Linked DNA regions of Sus scrofa: region 1 is linked to region 2. The links are chromatin contacts, called in public Hi-C maps. All regions are on one chromosome and are shown on one strand. Each heading gives the region's core, a stretch centred on a gene start, on an enhancer-like site or on the middle of the called end of the contact. The rest is flanking DNA. Distances are from core to core; before and after follow the strand shown. Region 1 overlaps ADCY9 (adenylate cyclase type 9). Region 2 holds the start of SRL (sarcalumenin).

Region 1 (6,251 bases), core at 890-3,389, 200 kb after region 2:
GCCGCTCCTGTGGCATATGGAGGTTCCCAGGTTAGGGGTTGAATCAGAGCTGTAGCCACCGGCCTACACCAGAACCACAGCAACGCGGGATCCGAGCTGTGTCTGCAACCTACACCACAGCTCACGGCAACACCGGATCCTTAACCCACTGAGCAAGGGCAGGGACTGAACCCGCAACCTCATGGTCCCTAGTCGGATTCATTAACCACTGTGCCACGACGGGAACTCCCGACAACTCTTCTTTAGAGAGGAGTTCCAGCTTAGAGGTGCAGGAAGCAGTAGGGAGCGAAAATCACCATTAGAGCGTCGCCGTGGTAACTGCTATAGGCAGGATCCATGGGTGAATTCTAAAATTAATGGGTTGGAGTTCCTGTTGTGGTGCAGCAGAAACAAATCCGACTAGTAACCATGAGGTGGCGGGTTCCATCCCTGGCCTCGCTCAGTGGGTTAAGGATGCAGCGCTGCCGTGAGCTGTGGTCGGATCCTGCATTGCTTTGGTGTGGTGTAGGCAGGCAGCTGTAGCTCCGATTCAACACCGAGCCTGGGAACCTCCATATGCCTCAGGTATGGCTCTAAAAAGCAAAAAAAAAAATGAAATCAGTGGGTGAAAGTTTAAGGACAAACAGGGCACTTGCACAGCCTCCAAGTAACCCCCCCGCCCCCCAGATTCATTCACTGTAAAGGGAGAACCGTTGCTGGACAGTGGAAGATCCAGCAGGGCCTCCTGTCACCCGATGACTGCGGTTAGCAGCAGGAGTAATAAGACTGGCCTCCTGCCCCCACACCCCATGTGATATGCAGAGAAGGGCCTGTCACCTCTGTGGGGTCCTTCCCTCATCCTAAAGCACAGTCCACTCGTGAGAAAAGAGACATATCCAAATTCAAGGACAGTTTACAGAATGCCTGACCAGGACACTTCAAAAGTGACAGGGCCGCCAAAGACAAGGGAAGGCTCAGGCCTTGTCCCAGACAGGAGGAGACGAAGGGGACACAGCGCTCCAAGCACGTGAGCTCCCAGGACAGAAAGGGGACGTCTGGGAGGGGCCCGGTGTGGTTCGTAGCACGGAGTCCAGGTTCGCTCCTTCGTTTTCATAACTGACCACAGTTAGTATAAGAGGCTAACATGAGGCGAGACTGGTGGGGGCCGTGGGGGGGCGTGTTGGAGAGGGAGGCCGGGGGTGGCCGTGTCAGGGGTGGGGAGGCTGGAGGTGGCTGTGCGGGGTACTCTCTGAACTGTCTTTCCCACTCTAAGTCCAAAATTGTTTCAAAATAAAACCTTTTAATATGTGTGTATAAAAATTTTGGTTTGTTTCTATACATTTGTGATGTGATATAAATATACTTGTTATGGTTACATTCTGTGTGACACGTGACTTGGAAAGGGAGGGACAGCTCAGGTGATTGGCATCAGGTAGTGCAGTGTTGCACATAAAAAACATCTTCCCAGAAGTTTCCACTGTGGCTCAGCAGGTTAAGAACGCGATGAGGATCCATGAGGATGATGGTTGGATCCCTGGCCTTGCTCACTTGGTTAAGGATCCAGCATTGCCACAAGCTGTGGTGTGGATCACAGACTCGGCTGGGATCCTGAATTGCTGTGGCTGTGGTGGAGGCTGGCAGCTGCAGCTCCAATTCAACCCCCAGCCTGGGAACCGCCATGGGCCACAGGTGCGACCTTAAAAAGACAAAAAGGAAAAAAGAAAAAAGAAATTTCCCCCAGTACCAAATATTTCCTGACTTTGACTTTCTGATGAGACGGCACGGCAGCGTGGGGACACTGTCCTTGCCCATCAGCCTCGGTCATTAACCTCGGCTGTCGTTGAGGGCTCAGGAGCCGGAGCCGTGGTCCCCTGCTCTGCACTCCGTGACCTGGTGACTTTGTGCCGGCGTCTTGCAGACGTGTGCTTTGTTTGTTGTTCTGTCTCTAGCATTCTCGGGCTGTCTGCCTTCTGTTCTTACAGCTTCTGGATGCCTTTCTTGCTCTGTAATAATTACTGCCTCTCTTTTCCTCTAATACTTGGCTTCTACTTTTTGTAGGCTTTTGTTAGCAGAAATCATCTGTTTAGGAGTATGCATGCCTGTGCCTGATCCACTAGCCCAGGGGGCATGCCTGGCTCACCCGGGGCAGGTCGCGGCCTGGGTGGCTCCTGTTCCTTGGAGAGTCACGTGTGAAGGTGGGGTCCAGGGCAGGGGTGCTGCTCGGGCTCCAGCATCCCTCTGCCATTCGCTAGCGCCTTCTCTCTCGGCCTCCGTTCCCTCTTGTGTTAAGTGGGCTGATCACGCTGCTTCCCAGGTGCTTTTGAGGAGCACACAGAGTAAAGCAGGAAAGAGCTTGGAAGCCAGAAGGGACCTCAGGAAGTCGTATTTGCCACTGTTGCCCCATCCGCCGGTTTCAACCTGGGTTCTGAGTTTGGGAAGCAGGGTCTGCCTCCCCTGGTCCTGGGACAGCTCGCTAAGCAGTCTTGTTCCGCAGATCGAACAGGCAAAGCAGAACTTTTCTGATGTTGTTTCCGCCTCTTTTCTCGGAAAAGAGATTTCCCTGCTCCCTCCCTTGACAGTTATGAGAAAGGACAGCTGTTGGCTTAGAAATGATTTCTCTTGTCAAGAGAAATAGCCTGGAAGAAAGAACTGTTTGAGAGCTCTGTGCCATGTATGCCAAACAGAATGTAGGGTACGTGTGTTGGAAGGTGTTAAAAGCAAATGCAGGCGCTCCCAAGTGTGTTGGAGAAACAGCCGTGATCTTCGGCAGAGCCCGTGCCGTTCCTGGAGGACACGGCACCGGCTCTGGGGCTGCTCCGGGGGATGCTGGGCTCCCAGGCAGCGGCCAGCACACGCCTTGGCTCCAAGAGTCCTCTGTCTTAGGAGCCAGAGCTGGTGTTGGTGAAGCTTCCCTTGGTTCCAGGATCCACTGGTGCCACTTAAAGGAAGCTGGAGGGGTCATCACTGCCGGGGTCCCTTCACGGGAACAAGGCAGAGGAGACCAAAGCGCCAGGCTTATTCCCAGGCCCTACCGTGCCCAGAAACGAGGCCAGAGAGGCTGCCTGGTGGCCAGGCCAGAAGTCGACCCCTGCCATCGATGGTCACTCCTGCCTCGCAGTTTCCATTCGGGGATTTATGGAGAGCAGGCCTGCGAGGCTGCGGACATCGCGTGAGTAAGGACCTGATGTTCTTTGTTGACATGTCCTCAGCTCCAAGGCGCTTCCAAGCCACAGCAGCTGCTGTCATTAGAACAGTGACTTTGGGAGTCATGTCTCAGAGGGTTAAGAACCTGACTAGTATCCATGAGAATGTGGGTTCGATCCCTGGCCTCGCTCAGTAGTGAAAGGATCCAGGGTTGCTGTGGCTGTGGCTGTGGCGTAGGCTGGCCCCTACCCTGGGATTTGACCCCTAGCCTGGGAACTTCCATATGCCACAGGTGCAGCGCTTAAAAAGAAAAAAAAGAGAGAGAGATACCTAAAAATAAGCGGCTGGGCAAGAGTGGACTTGCAGTGGCTGTGACCAAGGACTTCGAATGACCAGAGGCAGCAGTTTCAGAACCAGAGAGAACAGTGACCGGAAGTTTCAGGACCAGCGTTTACGGAGCACTTGCCAACACATCAGGCGTGTGCGGAGCCAAGCTTGGTCCGTGCACACTCACTCGTGCCAGCCCTCTCCCGAGGTGGATGTCACCAGTCCCCACGCTCCCCTCCCCCAGGCCAGAACGTGGCCTCATCACCCTTCTCAATTCCACCTTTGAGGAGGCCAGTGCCAGGGGGTTAGAGCTGACCTGAAATGCCTCTGGCAGGCTTTGCGTGCATGTCCTCTTTCTGCGCTTAGGATGATTTTTCCAGGGAGCTGTAATCCTGTTTTACAAAGGAGGAAACTGAGGCTCAGAGTGATTCGCATACTAAGTGGCGGAACCAGGATTCAGTCCAGGACAGTCTGATTTCAAAGCCAGTGCCTTTATTTAAAAATATATATGTATTCATGGTAGTCGATTTACAATGTTGTGTTAATTTCCACCGTGCAGCAAAATGAGTGAGTTACACATATACACATATGCATATTCTTTCTCAGACTCCTTTCCCTTATGGTTTAACACGGAACATCGAATACAGTTCCCTGAGCTCTGCAGTCGGACTTTGTTTACCCATCCTGCTCACCCTGGACTCCCGGTCCATCCCTTTCCCACCCTGTCTCCCCCCTGGGGAGACCCACAGGTCTGTTCTCTAGGTCTGTGAGCCTGTTTCTGTTTCATGGAGAAGCTCATTTGTGTCATAGGTTAGATTCTACAGCGAAGTGATATTATATGGTATTTATCTTTCTCCTTCTGGCCAAATAGTATTTCATTATATATATATGTAATGTAATATGTAACATATAATGTAATATATGTGTCATATTGCATTTCTCTAATAATTGGTTATGTTGAGCATCTTTTCATGTGCCTGTTGACCGTCTATGTATCTTCTCAAAGCAATCACCTTTAGTCACTGTTACACTTCTCTAGAGTTAATGTTTAAAAAGTAGTGAGCGATTCTGTTCAGGATTCCATCTGGTCTTTACAAGACTGGTATCAGAGAGGCCCTGAACCCTAAGGGTTTGACTCAGAGCCTCTCAAACCAGCCCAACACCCCACACTGTATCCATTCCATTCCTGGGCCACCAGTTGGCCTCTAAAAAGGCTACAGGCTGTGTTTCCCTAGAGGAGCAAGTTCCCACCACTGCCACCACCAAAGCCATTTACGCCCCCCCCCCCCACCCCAAGCCCCCTACAGCTAGGGAGGACCCTGGAAATCTTACTGGCCTGACACGTGGCCACACACACTCTTCTCTGGAGGCGGGAGCAGGGGTCACTCCATGTACATGGCATTGGTTTGTTTGTTTGTTTTTTTTCCCATTTGAGAAGATCATTAGCCCCACTGGCAACATGTTTTGAAGTTCAACTGAGTCAGTGCCAAGGGGTGCTTTATAATAATTTTTACTGACAATTAGACCATCTTGCCCTTGTTAATAATGCCCATTTTTTAAGAACCATAAGCTTTTTCTTTTACATAGGTAAAAGATGATAAGATTTTACGTAGGTAAAATCTGATCGGACGCCTCTAAAGTGGTGGGCAACTTTAGAGGCTATTGCCTGATTTGGCCAGCTCTTTGGTATGTATATTTTCACCTTTTGAATGCGTATGAACCTTCAGATTTAACGTGTGTGTTGCATCAGATTCCCAAATTACACAACTTTTTAGAATCTTTGTTTCTTTTATTTAATACAGTGTGGGCCTGAAATCGAACCTGGGATGCGACCTGAGTTATATCCTTGCCCTAAGGTGCTAAGTGACGTTTATTTAAAATTTCTGTGCCAACACCCAGCCTCCCACAGCTACTGCAGTGCTTTGCAGTTGTTGCTGCTCGGAGATTGGCGGTGAGGCCTCGTGAGTGCCCCTGCTGCACCATCTTCTCCCCCGATGCTGTCAGTCGCTATCTCAGTGACAGTTCCCCGTTGGCTGGGTCACGTGAGTCATCAGAGTACATTTATGAAGGAGGCACTGAGTGCCAGGAACGACGCCACGCCACCTACATGTGTGTTCCTGACCTCCTTACGACACGTCCTCAGGAAAAGTGTCCCCACTCTCGTTGCACACAGGAGAGAGCTGAGGGGAGGGTCTTGAATAGGGGTCTCCAAATGAGTCGGATCCAGAAGGGCTTTGAACCCTGGTTTGAGAGACACGAAAGCCTCGCCCTCTCTCCTCTACCTGCCAGTTCTTTTTCTGTGGACGTGCAGTGGCTGCACTGTAAGTTACAGGCACACGACCGAGGTGGGCGACCTGAGAGGCTAGTCCGTTAATAGTTACCGTGAACTCCTGGCTCTGTCCCCACATGAACTGTCCCATCCGTAGAGTCGCCTCGTCTTTTCCAGGTCAGCTCGTCCCTGCAAACGCCTAAGCATGGCTGGGGCTGTAAGCACGTCCGTCTGCTTGTCCTGCCTGCTTTTGGGGGGCAGCTTGTAAGGCTGCCTTCCCCATCCCCTTCCCCAAGGACCTTGGCTCAGTGTTTGCCGGAGGGTTAGCAGCTAGTTTGTTCAACAACAGCTTTATTGAGATTAGATCACATATCTTTTTTTTTTCTTTCTTTTTTTTTTTTTTTTGTCTTTTTGCTATTTCTTGGGCCGCTCCCGCAGCATATGGAGGTTCCCAGGCTAGGGGTTGAATTGGAGCTGTAGCCACTGGCCTACGCCAGAGCCACAGCCACACGGGATCCGAGCAGTGTCTGCA
Region 2 (7,137 bases), core at 4,587-7,086:
GTCGGATTCGTTTCCGCTGAGCCACGTCGGGAACTCCTCGAGGAACTGTTTGACATAGGGATTGATCTAGCAGGTCATTTGCCAAAGAGGCCCCAGACTGTGGGAGGGCAAGGACCCTTATGCTCTGCTGAAGTCTATTACGTGTGTTAGTGTTATGCCTAAAAAGCAATGTATATACTTTGGGGTTATTTTGGCTGCATCTGAGGCATGCAGTTCCCGGACTAGGGCTAGAACCTTTGCCACCGCAGTGACCCAAGTAGTGACAGCATCGGATTCTTAACCCACTGTGCCACCAGGGAACTCCAAGGTATATTTTCTTTTCTTTTTTTTTTTTGTCTTTTTGCCATTTCTTGGGCCACTACCGTAGCACATGGAGGTTTCCAGGCTAGGGGTCCAATCGGAGCTGTAGCCGCCAGCCTACGCCAGAGCCACAGCAACGCAGGATCGAGCCGTGACTGCAACCTACACCACAGCTCACGGCAACGCTGGATCGTTAACCCACTGAGCAAGGCCAGGGATCGAACCCGTGACCTCATGGTTCCTAGACGGATTCGTTAACCACTGCGCACAACGGGAACACCCCCTTTTTTTTTTTCCTTGTATTTTCTTTTCTTTTTTTGTACACACCTTAATTAAAAATATTTTGGAGTTCCTGTCGTGGTGCAGTGGTTAACGACTCCCACTAGGAGCCATAAGGTTGCAGGTTCGATCCCTGCCCTTGCTCAGTGGCTTAAGGATCCGGTGTTGCTGTGAGCTGTGGTGTAGATCACAGACGTGGCTCGGATCCTGAGTTGCTGTGGCTCTAGTGTAGGCCGGTGGCTACAGCTCCGATTGGACCCCTAGCCTGGGAACCTCCATATGCCGTGGGAGCAGCCCTAGAAAAGGCAAAAAGACAAAAATAAATAAATAAATAAAACTATTTTGTTGCTTCAAAATGCTAGCCTCTGAGCCTTTGGTGAGTCATAAGCTTTTTGCAATAGTCTGAGCGGAGGAGAGGGGATGGCAGTGCCCTGGGGGATGGGGGGTGAGACCAGCGCGGAGATTTCCCAGGGCTCAGTGAGGCCTGTGGGAATGTAGGACCTGAGGGTTTATCTTCAACTGAGTCCACCTTCCTTTTTAATCTCTCTTATTTTCCATACGGAGTGTTTTTTTTTTTTATTCTTCGATTTTTTGAAAGTTGTGATAAACGTATGTACTTAATGTAGAATGACCATTTTCACCGTACTGTTCAGTAGCATTAAGTATACTCAGGACGTTGTGTGACCGTTACTACCATCATTTTTTAAAAATTACTCAATGAATTTTGTTACGTTTATGGTTGTGCAACAATCATCACGACCAAATTTTAGAGCATGTCCATCCCAAACCCTCAGAGCGTCCCCCCAGCCCCCACCTGTCTCCTTTGGAAACCATAAGTTTTTCGAAGTCTGTGAGTCAGTATCTATTCTGTGAAGAAGTTTATTCTGTCCTTTTTTTAGATTCCACGTGTCAGTGAGAGCATTTGATGTCGGTGTGTCATTGTCTGACTGACTTCCTTCAGCATGATAATTTCTAGGTCCATCCATGTTGCTGCAAATGCTGTTGTTTCTTTCCTTTTAATGGCTGAGTAATATTCCATTGTGTTTATGTACCACCTCTTCTTGATCCACTCCTCTGTCGATGGGCATTTAGGTTGTTTCCATGTCTTGGCTGTTGCAAATAGCGCTGCAGTGAACATTGGAGTACATGTGTCTTTGCGAGTCATGGTTTTCTCTGGATAGATGCCCAGGAGTGAGATTGCTGGATCAAATGGTAGTTCTATTTTTAGTTTTCTGAGGCATCTCCATACTGCTTTCCACAGTGGTTGCACCAGTTTACATTCCCACCAACAGTGTAATAGGGTTCTTTTTTCTCCACACCCTCTCCAGCACTTATTGTTTGTAGACTTTTTGATGATGGCCATTCTGGCCGGTGTAAGGTGGTACCTCACCATGCTGTTTTTTTTTTTTTTTTTTTTTTGTCTTTTTGCCTTTTCTGGAGCTGCTCCTGCGGCATATGGAGGTTCCCAGGCTAGGGGTCTAATTGGAGCTACAGCTGCCGGCCTACACCACAGCCACAGCAACATGGGGTCTCAGCCAGGTCTGCAACCTACACCACAGCTCACAGCAATGCCAGATCCTTAACCCACTGAGCAAGGCCAGGGATTGAACCCGCAACCTCATGGTTCCTAGTCAGATTCGTTAACCACTGAGCCATGACGGAATTCCCCTCATAGTGGTTTTGATTTGCATTTCTCTAATCATGAGTGATGTTGAACATCTTGTCATGTATTTCTTGGCAATCTGTATGTCTTCTTTGGAGAAACGTCTGTTTAGATCTGCCCTTTTTTTTTTTTTTTTTTGTCTTTTTGTCTTTTGTTGTTGTTGTTGTTGCTATTTCTTGGGCCGCTCCCGCGGCATATGGAGGTTCCCAGACTAGGGGTTGAATTGGAGCTGTAGCCACCGGCCTACGCCAGAGCCACAGCAACGTGGGATCCGAGCCGAGTCTGCAACCTACACCACAGCTCACAGCAACGCCGGATCGTTAACCCACTGAGCAAGGGCAGGGACCGAACCCGCGACCTCATGGTTCCTAGTCGGATTCGTTAACCACTGCGCCACGACGGGAACTCCTTCTGCCCATTTTTTGATGGGGTTGTTTGTTGTTTTGGTATGGAGCTGCAGAAGGTGTTTATAAATTTTGGAGATTAATCCTTTGTCAGTCGCTTCATTTGCAAAGATTTTCTCTCCTCGGGGGTTTTCTTTTCATTTTGTTTAGGGTTTCCTTTGCTGTGCAGAAAGTTTTAAGTTTAGTTAAGTCCCATTCGTTTATTTTTGTTTTTATTGTTGTTACTCTAGGAGATGGATCTGAGAAGATGTTGCTGTCGTTTATGTCAGAGAGTGTTTGGCCTGTGTTTTCCTATAAGGGTTTTATAGTATCTGGTCTTCTATCTAGGTCTTTAATCCATTTTGAGTTTATTTTTGTGTATGGTGTTAGGGAGTGTTCTAATTTCATTCTTTTCCATGTGGCTGTCCAATTTTCCCAGCACCACTTATTGAACAGGCTGTCTTTTCTCCATTGCATATTCTTGCCTCCTTCATCATAGATTAGTTGATTGTAGGTGTGTGGGTTTAATTCTGGGCTTTCTGTCCTATTCCACTGATCTATATTTCTTTGTGCCAGTAACATATGGTTTTGATGACTGTTGCTTTGTAGTATAGTTTGAAGTCAGGGACCCTGATTCCTCCAGCTCCATTTTTCTTTTTCAGGATGTCTTTGGCTATTCTGGGTCTTCTGTGCTTCCAGACAAACTTTAAAATATTTTGTTCAAGTTCTGTGAAAAATGTCCTTGGTAATTTGATAGGGATTGCATTGAATCTGTAGATTGCCTTGGGTAGTATAGTCATTTTGATAATATTGATTCTTCCAATTCAAGAGCTTGGTATGTCTTTCCATCTGTTTGTGTCATCTTTGATTTCTTTCATCAGTGTCTTATAGTTTTCGGAGTACAGGTCTTTTGTCTCTTTAGGTAGGTTTATTCCTGAGTATTTCCTTTTTTTTTTTTTTTTTGTCTTTTTGCCTTTTCTAGGGCCACTTCCCACGGCATATGGAGGTTCCCAGGCTAGGGGTCCAATCGGAGCTGTAGCTGCCAGCCTACGCCAGAGCCACAGCAACGTGGGATCCGAGCCATGTCTGGTGACCTACACCACAGCTCATGGCAATGCCAGATCCTTAACCCACTGAGCAAGGCCAGGGATTGAACCCGCAACCTCATGGTTCCTAGTCAGATTTGTTAACCACTGTGCCACAGCAACTCTCCTGAGTATTTTTTTTTTTTTTTTTTTTTTTGCTGCAAAGGTAAATGGCATTGCTTCCCTAATTTCTCTTTCTGATCTTCCATTGTTAGTGTATAGAAATGCAGTTGATTTCAGTGTATTAATTTTGTATCCTGCGACTTTGCCAAATTCATTGATGAGCTATAAGAGTTTTCTGGTAGAGTCTTTAGGATTCTTGAGGTATAGTATCATGTCATCTTCAAATAGTGAGAGTTTTAATTCTTCCTTTCCGGTTTGGATTCCTTTTATTTCTTTACCTTCTCTGATTGCTGTGGCTAGGACTTCCAAAACTATGTTGAAGAGTAGTGGCAGAGTGGACATCCTGGTCTCGTTCCTATTCTCAGCGAGAATTCTTTCAGCTTTTCACATGGAGAATGATGTTCGCTCTGGGTTTGTCATATATGGCCAAAATTACCCGCAGAGCAACATCCAGACTGATGTTTGAGCAGACGGCTGGGCACCATGATCTCATCAAGGTGACACAGTTAACCTCCACGTCCTCTCTCGTGTGAGGCTCACCTCCAGTGTGGCTGGTGTGCCCTGGCTCACGTACCAGGTCCGGTGTCACGTGCTTTCCTTGGCTTGTTTGATGTCGTCCTCCTAACACTTGTATGTCGTAGGTCCTGTTTTCAACTTGAGTTTAGAGAGATGAGCTCTTCGTTCGAGAGAGGTTAAGTAGCTAGCCTAAGGTTGTTCAGGGAACAACTGGTTTGAAGCCACATAAAAAAAAAACAAAACCCACATGGTATGATTCCATTTTTATCGAAATCTAGGAAATGCCGACTAATGTGTAGTGACAGCAGCTGTTTGGTTGCCACGGCAGGTGTAGGTGTAGGTGGGAAGGGATGAGGGGAATGCTGGGGAGTGAGGCATCTGTCTTGATTGTGGTTGTGTAGATCTGCACGTCAACATGTATCGAGGCGGTCACTTTTTTTTTTTTTTTTTTTTTTGTCTTTTTGCCATTTCTTGGGCTGCTCCCTCGGCATATGGAGGTTCCCAGGCTAGGGGTCGAATCGGAGCTGTAGCCCCCAGCCTACACCAGAGCCACAGCAACGTGGGATCTGAGCCATGTCTGCAACCTACACCACAGCTCACGGCAATGCCGGATTGTTAACCCACTGAGCAAGGGCAGGGACTGAACCCACAAACCTCATTGTTCCTAGTCTGATTCGTTAACCACTGCGCCACGACGGGAACTCCACCTTTTTTTTTTTTTTTTTTTTTTGGCCACTTCTGTGAAAGTCCCAGGCCAGGGATCCAACCTGCGCCACAGCAGGGACCTGAGCCGCAGCAGTGAGGACCCTGGATCCTTAACCCGCTCATGGAGTTTTACACTTTGAATGGGCTGTTTGCTGGAGTCATTAAACTGTTTTCAAGGTAAAGCACACGGAAGACGCCTCTCTGCCTTTCGCCCTGCCCTCCGAGGCCGACTACCACCCTCCAGGGACACCCTCTCCAGCCAGATCAGCCAGAGCTCGCTCGGCCGCCCCGCCTGGAGAGCTGGCTTTCGGGGGTGTCACGTGCCCTCCAGAAAAATTGCATCAAAGAGCCCCTTGCACAGGCACCTCGGGAAGGAGCTCGTCCTGCGCTCGCTGGCTTAACTCGCCCCGTCGCATGTCCCTCCTCGCATGTCCCTCCTCGCTCTCATTTCCCCTCTCCGAGGCCCGGGAAGGTGATGCTCCTTGCCATTGACCTCAGAGGTCATGCGGGGCGGGCTCTACCCTCCTGACCTCCTGACCCTTGGGGAGGGGCTACCACGGTGCCGGTGGCTGGCAGGTGGGCCCTTGGTTCACAGAACTGAGGCGTGTGAAGGTTGCCGATGGCCCAGTCTTCGGATCAAGTTACTGCAGATCCTGGGAAGATTCAGTTCCTGACTCTGAGACCTGGGCCAAAGGACGCCCCGCTTCTTCTCCGCTGCTCCGCGCCCTGTGACCCCTGTCACATGACCCCGGGGCTGCTGGGGGAGAGAATCCTGCCGGGGGGGCCCTGCCTTCGGGGGTGGCAGCTGGCGCCGCCCTGGCAGGGCGAGCCTGCCGGGGTCTGCGCTGCTTCGCCATCCCACGTCCGCCCAGTTGCCCTAGTGACTGTGTGACCCTTCTCCACACCACCCCCACCCCCGCGCTGCCACCCGCCCTATAAATAGAGGCGAGGAGCAGCTGGGCTCTCTTGGCAGTCACCATGAGGGCGCTGGTCCTGCTCTGCTGCTTCATGGCCTCGCTCCTGCTCCCAGGACAAGCAGGTACGACTCTCACCCCGTCAGCCGGGCCAGACGGCGACCCCCGCGTGCCCTGAGGTTTTACGTTTACCGTGGGGCGGGGGGCAGGGGGTTGGGCGTGAGCTGGAGGGTGACCCTCCGTGACTCCTGGGGCAGACAGCAGACCTTGCTCCCAGCTGGTCTCACCCAGGAAGCCCTGGGTGCAGAGGGGCCTGAGAGCCGTCAGGGGCTCGTGGGGAGGCCAGACGGGTTGAAGCCAGTGAGCCAAGAGGTGCAGCCAGGGGTCGGGGAGAAGGGCTGGCTACTGGATGTTGTGGAAGAGGACCCTGAAAGTCAAGACCGGAGCCTCCTGGCTGGACAGATGACCCCGATCTCGGAGGTGGAGTGGCCCCTGGAGGCTGTTGAGGTGACCCTCCCACCTGGTGGAGAGCGGGCTGGGGCCTGGCTTTGCATGAGTGGGGAGGGGGCCATGGCTCAGGAGCACTAGGACAGCATGGGGGTCAGTTTGGGACAAGGTGGGAAAGAAGCGCTGGGGATCGGGCTGGAGCCCGACTTGGACTCCCTGCCGGGGAGGGCTGGGTGCCAGTCCTGCAGGGCAGCTGTGCTAGGCTGGGGGCTTCGCTGGAAAGGGCCGGGGTCTGCAGGCTGAGGCTTTTCCTTGACGTCTCAGCACTTTGTGCAGCGGAGGTGGCTCTGGTTACAGCGTGGGGGTTATTTATAGGTGTGGAGGGGGTACCGGAGCGCTTTGCCACCTCTGTTTCTGAGACTTCTGGGGCTGAGTTCCCCTTAGGGGTGCTTCAGGGGTGCTCTGGGGATCCCCGGAAACCTGGGACCCCCACTTTGCCTTTCCATGACTGCAGGCTTCATTTGCACGGGGGATCATGGGGCTTTTGAGGTTCTGTTTCTTGAGGTCCCAGACTCAGCCAGGAGGTCTGGCAGGAGCAGAAGCCGTGCCCTCAGGGGTCAGATACCCAGGCAGGGGGCTCCGGCCTCGCATGTGCCGCTGGGCCCTGCCCTTGTCTGCCCTTGAGTTAATTTGGGCTCCGTGGGGCTGCAGCAGCCGGGGCT

What was found. A called contact is a pair of places that touch in the nucleus more often than the background predicts.
Region 1: a contact with region 2 is called in a Hi-C map of skeletal muscle, with 3 times the contacts expected there. The contact joins the enhancer-like site here to the promoter of SRL in region 2. A contact is called at or near these places in 1 of 5 promoter capture datasets (liver), 17 of 47 Hi-C or Micro-C datasets (embryonic fibroblasts, epiblast stem cells, fetal heart ventricle and 12 more) and 1 of 2 datasets of contacts at active chromatin or transcription factors (skeletal muscle).

Annotation. Positions count from the first base shown.
Region 1 is chr3:38,268,917-38,275,167 of Sscrofa11.1, forward strand. All of the region lies in intron 5 of ADCY9 (adenylate cyclase type 9), which reads left to right. Among named protein-coding and RNA genes, the nearest start is that of CREBBP, 120 kb to the right of the region's middle. Within about 2 kb of position 2,140, at least 9 of the 83 cell types and tissues checked have an H3K27ac peak or open chromatin away from gene starts, as enhancers often do. A contact at or near this core is called in fetal liver, fetal skeletal muscle, liver and 1 more, where this site is marked.
Region 2 is chr3:38,067,543-38,074,679 of Sscrofa11.1, forward strand. It overlaps SRL (sarcalumenin), which reads left to right and starts at 5,837. Exons shown (of 6, transcript XM_021086705.1): 1 at 5,837-6,093. The coding sequence starts at 6,033.